Linked DNA regions of Zea mays: region 2 is linked to region 1. Evidence: chromatin contacts called from public Hi-C data. All regions are on one chromosome and are shown on one strand. Each heading gives the region's core, a stretch centred on a gene start, on an enhancer-like site or on the middle of the called end of the contact. The rest is flanking DNA. Distances are from core to core; before and after follow the strand shown. Region 1 holds the start of LOC103626013 (protein CDC73 homolog). Region 2 holds the start of LOC103626027 (probable WRKY transcription factor 2).

Region 1 (3,377 bases), core at 335-2,834:
AAGGCGGGTGCGCGGGGCGGGAGGTGTGCCCAGAGTGTTAGCGCGGAGGGTGAAGCCACCCACATTTGATTCTTAATAGAGTAGTATAGATAAAGTATAAGATGATTGTAATACTGGTTTATTACTTGGTGTGTGGTTTGGACATGGGAATTAACGGTTTGGTTACTAAGAGCATGTACACCCTAGAGTTTTCTATCGTTTTTTTTAAGCAGAAGATACACCCCATGGTACCATAAGAATATCTTTAAAATTGCCCAGTTAAAAGATAATATATATGAAGAGTTGTATAGAGACAAACTTTTCATGAGGAACTCATCTCTTATATTTTTTAATTTACCTCTAAAACCTTTAAGAGACAGACTATTAAATGGTTTTATGTATGACCCAATTTGCTCTCGCCTTAGTAAAGGTTCCTTTTGCTTACGAAACAAATGCATCATTTTATATACTTCAACTATTTTGAAGTATAAAAAAATTAGTTTTTTTTAATACAATAACTTAAGTTATGCACTTAGAGATACATTATACGCAGTAGTCCATTTCTATCTTGCACAATTTATGGAACGCATATTACAGGACACACAACCATATGCAGGTAGCATAGCGACACCGGTCACCGGGTCACGCACGATCATCGGACGACAAGAAGCTATAGATCACCGCATCTCTGGCCCCGCTGCCGCGGCGTCCAGCGATGTAGCGGCGCAGCACCCCCTCCCTGTGGAAGCCGGCCTTCTCCAGCACTCTCTGCGACCGCACGTTCGCCACGTCCGTCACCGCCTCCAGCCGTTCCAGCCCCGGCAGGTCGTCGAACACCGTGCCCACCACCTGTGCGCGCGGCCATGGAGGAGATCCACGATTACGAACAACGCCATGTCCAAGAACGCCCATGCGAGCTGGTAATCACTGTACCATCCTGACGGCGGCGGCGGCGATGCCCCGGCCCCACTGGTCGTGCGCGAGGGCGTAGCCGAGGTTGGCCCTGCGACCGCCCTCGTCGGCGTACGGCCACACGGACACCTGCCCCACGGGCACGTCGCCGAAGCAGACGGCGCGGAACCACGGGTGGCCCAGCACGGTGTCCCTGATCTGCGCCACGGCCTGCTCTCGGGTGGCGCAGAGCGGCCGCTTCAGGTGCCGCATCACGCGGTCGTCCGACGCCCACGCCATGAAGGCGTCCGCGTCCGCCAGGCCCAGCGCCCGGAGCGACACCACCGGCGCGTGGTGTCCTCCGTCCCGTCGCTGCCCGTGCACGTCGTCGCCGTCGGCGGCCGGCTCCATCGCCGTGTGATGATCGACTCTGGCTGAGCTTAGCTTTGCCGCCCGGCCCCAGGCAGGCGTGCGCGTGCGCATCGATAGGTGCGACTTTGACGTGTCGCGGCCAATTGGTCGGTCATTCGGATAAGAACGCGACAGCACGAGTAATTAACAATGCTGCGCGCGCTACTGGATTATCTTGTCTCGCAGTTCTTTCGACTTTCAGTTCGTTCATACGGTGTGGTACGGCTGTTCATTTTTACGTGACGTATGCGCAGCAGCGGAAGTCTAGCAATATCATAGTATCGCAGCGCAGCCCATCATGTACGGCCCATTGGGCTGGTTCTGCTGCTTGCCGACGGTCCATCCCTACAGCCAGCCAGCCAGGGCAAACCGGCAAAACCCCAACGCAGGAGCAACACAGCGTCGCCGGCGGCGATGGATCCCCTCTCCGTGCTCCGCGACTACGCTGGCCGCAACGAGCTGGACAAGATCATCTTCTCCGGCGACGAGATCCACTTCGGCTCTGACTACACCTTCCCGGCTTCCACCCCCACCGCCTTCGCCTCCAAGCAGTCAGGTCGCCCCTACCCGCTCTCCGCTGCCGTCTTCCTCGCGCAGCACCACGACCTCAAGCACACCGACTTCATCCAGGCCGCGCGCCTCCGCCGCATCCCGCCCGTATCGCTCCCCGACCGCAAGACCTTCCTCGACTTCCTCCGCTTCGGCCACAACTCCCTCCCCTCCGCCGACCCGCTCCTCCCCTCCGCCTTCCAGCCGCAGGAGCCCCACCTCCATCCGCCCTCGCCTCCGCCGGAGGACCCCGCAGCTACCGAAGAGGCCACCACGGGAAAGCAAATCCGCGCGCTCGAGCGGCCCTTCAAGGACCGCAACTCAATCCTCGACGCCCGCGGCCGCGACTTTCTCGCCGTCTTCCATGCCGCCGTGCGCCGCCAGGACGAGCAGCTCAAGGGCGGCGGCAAGGATGCGGCGCCCTCTTCCCGCCCCAACTCTGGCTCCGTCGCTGCAGCCCTGGCCAAGCCCAAGGTGCTGGACAGGTCCCTGGGCGACGGCGTCGTGCCCATCATCCTTGTGCCCAGCGCCTCGCAGACGCTGATTACGATCTATAACGTCAAGGAGTTCCTCGAGGACGGGGTGTTCGTGCCCAGCGAGGAGAGGATGCGGGCGACCAAGGGAGGGAAGCCGGAGAGCGTCACGGTGCAGAAGAAGCTGATTCGTACGGAGAGAGCTGGCGGCGCTGGGGGTGCCGTCTCCTTCGAGGTTAGGGACAAGCCGGCTTCGCTCAAGTCAGACGATTGGGGGCGGGTGGTGGCCGTGTTTGTGCTCGGCAAGGAGTGGCAGTTCAAAGACTGGCCCTTCAAGGACCATGTAGAGATCTTCAACAGAGGTGTGCCTCTTACTCCTTTATTTTACATATGCATCTTCAATATGTTTTTGACATGGTCGTGTAGCTTCATTATGGTTTACGTTTGTAGCTTCATTTGCCAGGTAGAATGTTTTATCCGTATTACAGGATATGATTGCTTTGCTGTCATTGTTTAGGAGCTCATCTTCGGACCACTTACCTTCTTATCACAAATGAGTTGAAAGATATGTCAGTAGTGGCTTTGAGCAGCATATACTAGTCATGCTTATTAAGGCGTCGCTAAATGATAAGGCGAGCTTAAGCGTTAAGGCGTCCTGGTCGCCTTGCCCACGCCCTTAAGGCCTCACAAGGTGTCCGTGGGGGCGTCTGTAGGGTGACGCCTTAGTCATAGGGTAGGGTTTGGGAGGAGACATAAGTTTACCAGGACGATTGGACAAATCTCTATCTGCTATTGCGTACTCATTGGAGGCGGCACGGGGAAAAACAGAGCAGGGTGGCGACGCACGGGTTCTGCCTCTCTGTTCCAGGCGCAGGATAATGCCTTTTGCTCTCTCCCTTGCTTTTTGCCTTCTCTCTATTCTTCCTTCCTCTACTCCCTTTCTGAAAATAGATGCTTGGTGACTTGCAGTGGCGAAGCTAGAGCAAATATATGGGGGGTGCACCTCCCTTGTGGGTGCATAAGGATGAGATATAGGTGATGCATATATGGTGGAAATTTAACTATTATAACTAA
Region 2 (3,377 bases), core at 521-3,020, 770 kb after region 1:
GCTAGGGCTAGCTACGGCCGTGCGGGTGCGGCGCCTGTCTCCGTGTGAGTCCGTGGTCGGCTGGTCGCGTGGTCGTCTGAAGTCTGAACGACGAACAGATGGTCGGATGGGCTGGCCGGGGCTGGCTGGCTGACTGGGCCTGTTTAGTTTGCATGTGGTGGGCCGACTAGACTTCAAAATTAAAACGAGCAGGCACTAGAAAATTGAAACGCACGCTGGAACAACGCACAGGCACAACACACGCAGGAACGGAAGCGTAACCGGGTACCCGTATCCTACCCGTACTTCTCGGGTATTTGCCGGATAGTGATTATCCTGTATCCTACACATATCCGACTGATACATATCCAGGTAGTATCCATATCCGACCCGTATACAAAATTACCCGTATCCGGTACCCGAAAAACAGGGTATTTTAAGTACCCATATCCGGTACCTGCCGGGTAATCCCGTCCCGTTTTCACCCCTATGTATGGCAGGATTATTGCCTACCATACATAAAGACTTGAGCACGTCAATCGGCCCCCCGTAGCAGAAAGGAGAGATCCACCAGGTCAGCTTCCGTCTCGTCCTTGTATAGGTAGGCAGTGCTACATGGGCAGGCAGAAGAGAGATCGACCAATAAAGAGTCCTCCCTCCTCCGGCACCCATATATAAACAAACTACTAAAAAAATTCAAATCCCCTCTAGTTTCGGAGGACATTTGAGTTTCCAAATTAGCATCTTCAATCCCTTAGGATTGAGAAAAATTAGGCTCCTTTAATTTCGAAGAAGATTTAAGTTTTTAGACTAGCATCTTTAATCCCCTCTAATCATAGAATGGATTTAATTTTCTAGTGTTAGTTTGAAAACCCAAATCCTCTCTAGGATCGAGGGGAGATTGGGCCCCTCTAATCTTAGAGGAGATTTGATTTTCTAAATTAACATCTATAATTTTCCAAACTAGCCCCCACGCCAATGAAAATGACATTTCTAGAAATCAATCACACTACTCACGCTGCTTCTTTTCTTTTCCCAGCGCATCCGTTCTTAATAATTAGGCGATGCCTCAAACCAGAGTATAGTCTTGGCTCATCCCCAGCGCGTCTCTCATCCGCATCCAGATCCTCCTCAGCCACCACCGCGCGCCACTGTCGTCGCATCGGAACGGACCATTGTGCCCATGAACATTACGAGCACGCCGATGCATGGGCCACATCACAGCAGGGGCGCATATAGGCCAGGGCGACAAATAGTTTTAATTGGCATCCCAGCATGTATTACCATTATCAGATGACGATGTTATTTTCATACAACAAAAAAGATCGGTTTATTTTTACGTACCACGCTTTTATTTCGTCTGTACAGTTCCTGTTCCCCATAGGAGTGTTTTTTTCCTTTTGGGGCAATTACTTTTTTTTTACCGCTGGCTAATAAAGGCAAAAGGTTCAGTAGGGCTCCTCTCCTGTTCTCTCAAAAAAATAAAGGCAAAAGGAAACGAGGCAGCAGCAGCTTCTTGGAACAATACCACGCAACACGAGGAACTGTCACTGACGTAAGACAAGTGACGTCAGCCACGCATCCGTGCCCATCCTTAGAATACGGCTAATGATGAGATTATGCGGGTAACCAATCGGACGGTTAGTGACTAAAGGGACTAATATCCAGTTGTAACTTTTTGTTGCAAATATTAGGCCTTGTTCGGTTAGCTCTCAATCCATGTGGATCGAGTGAGTTTAAATCTCAAACGAGTTAAATTTCTTCTTAATTTTTTTTTAAAATCTCATCCAATTTATGGGTAACAGGATTAACCGAACAAGTTCTTAGTTGTGTATCTTATTTCCACGTACACCTAGTTGCTTGGGTTGAGCTGAGGTGGATTGAAGTGGTTCGAGAGAGCTTTGAGAGGGATTTTGATCTATTGTGGATTTAGGCACTATTGACAGATCACAGTGTAAGGAGTATAAGGAGATGATGAGATCACAGTGTTTTTCTGGTTCGATCAAAAGTGCATGGCGAAGTTGGGTAGGACAGCATGTGAAACCCAAAAGTTCTGCCATCCCGTCTTGACAGAAGTTGACGTCGCATCTAAGAAGGTTCAATTCGGTTGACTAAGCCTTGATAATAAATATACCACCCAAAGAGCTTTCTCGTCACTGCTCTCCCGGCCCTCTCTAGTCTCAACGTTTCATTCCTTGAGCTTTGCGATGACATGGGAGCAGCGTTAGGGCGCAGGACGTAGACGACGACGTACGGTCACCGGCCGGCATCCATGGACGATTCAAGCTCACAGCCAGCCACAATGTATGCATCTCTCTCTCTCTCTCGTTCGTTGGCAATCATCAAAAGAATGGTTTTATTCTTCTTTCTATGATGTTTTGATGCGTTTGCCTAAAACGGGACCACACTCGGTTTATTATTGGTTGACAACTTATCATACCTTTGGTTCTCATGCAGCATGGTTCGTTATTATTGTTTTTTTTTTTTTTGTCAAATTCTCATGCAGCAACATGGAGATGTATATATATTGTCGTCCACAAACAGATGTCGTTCAAGTTCATGATATATGTATGCGTGGCCTAATACTATATATGAACTATATATAGACTCACTTTCCTATGTATACGTCTCAAATATCATCCCTGGCTGCTTGGAGCAAATAAATAGATCTAAGTATGAACCGCCTAGTTTACGCTGCTATATACTACTAGTTCTGCATCACTGTAGACGAAGCGGATTATAAAGTAATTAAGCACCCAACAGATAGGTTAGGTTCTCGACGACGACGATTTATGCGTAGCTAACGTTTCTAGCCACAACTGTAGTGATGCATGCAGAGTGAGCGGAGGAGAAGAGAGAAACCAAAGGAGGGAGGAGGACGACGACGAGGAGACGGCGGCGGCGGAGGCAGAGGCCGGCAACGGCAGCCAGCTGATGGTGGTGCCCGAGGACGGGTACGAGTGGAAGAAGTACGGCCAGAAGTTCATCAAGAACATCCAGAAAATCAGGTACTTTCTCCCTTCGATCCATTTCCATGTAGTTAGTGCAACTTTGACTATATATATAGCTGTCCACGCATCTTATTCGTTCGTTCCGATCCTGTGCATCAAATCGTTTTAATTGAGTCGATGTGACGCCCATCGATCACCCACCGTGCATGCAATGCTCTGCTGCTTGATCTTATCGTCACGAGAAGAAGAATCAACCGAAGAAGAGTCCTCGCTCTATTAATCACGGTCAACCAGCAAATAATGCCGGCCGGCCGGGCGAGCAAATTGCACACAGAACTGATGGTGGGCGTGGCGTGTGGGTGGGTCCATGCATGTGTCATGTGTGTATGGTCCAATGGCGCAGGAGCTACTTCCGGTGCCGGCACAGGCTGTGCGGCGCCAAGAAGA

What was found. Hi-C and Micro-C count contacts between places; a contact is called where the count stands out from the background.
Region 2: a Hi-C map of tassel shows a contact between it and region 1, with 2.9 times the contacts expected there. The contact joins the promoter of LOC103626027 here to the promoter of LOC103626013 in region 1. A contact is called at or near these places in 2 of 25 Hi-C or Micro-C datasets (ear and tassel).

What each region holds. Positions count from the first base shown.
Region 1 is chr5:15,257,983-15,261,359 of Zm-B73-REFERENCE-NAM-5.0, forward strand. It overlaps LOC103626013 (protein CDC73 homolog), which reads left to right and starts at 1,585. Exons shown (of 4, transcript NM_001353397.1): 1 at 1,585-2,665. The coding sequence starts at 1,696. It overlaps LOC103626014, which reads right to left and starts at 1,472. Exons shown (of 2, transcript XM_008646399.4): 1 at 913-1,472; 2 at 466-828. The coding sequence starts at 1,353. The coding sequence ends at 622.
Region 2 is chr5:16,025,656-16,029,032 of Zm-B73-REFERENCE-NAM-5.0, forward strand. It overlaps LOC103626027 (probable WRKY transcription factor 2), which reads left to right and starts at 1,771. Exons shown (of 3, transcript XM_008646410.2): 1 at 1,771-2,283; 2 at 2,805-2,987; 3 at 3,334-3,377. The coding sequence starts at 2,252.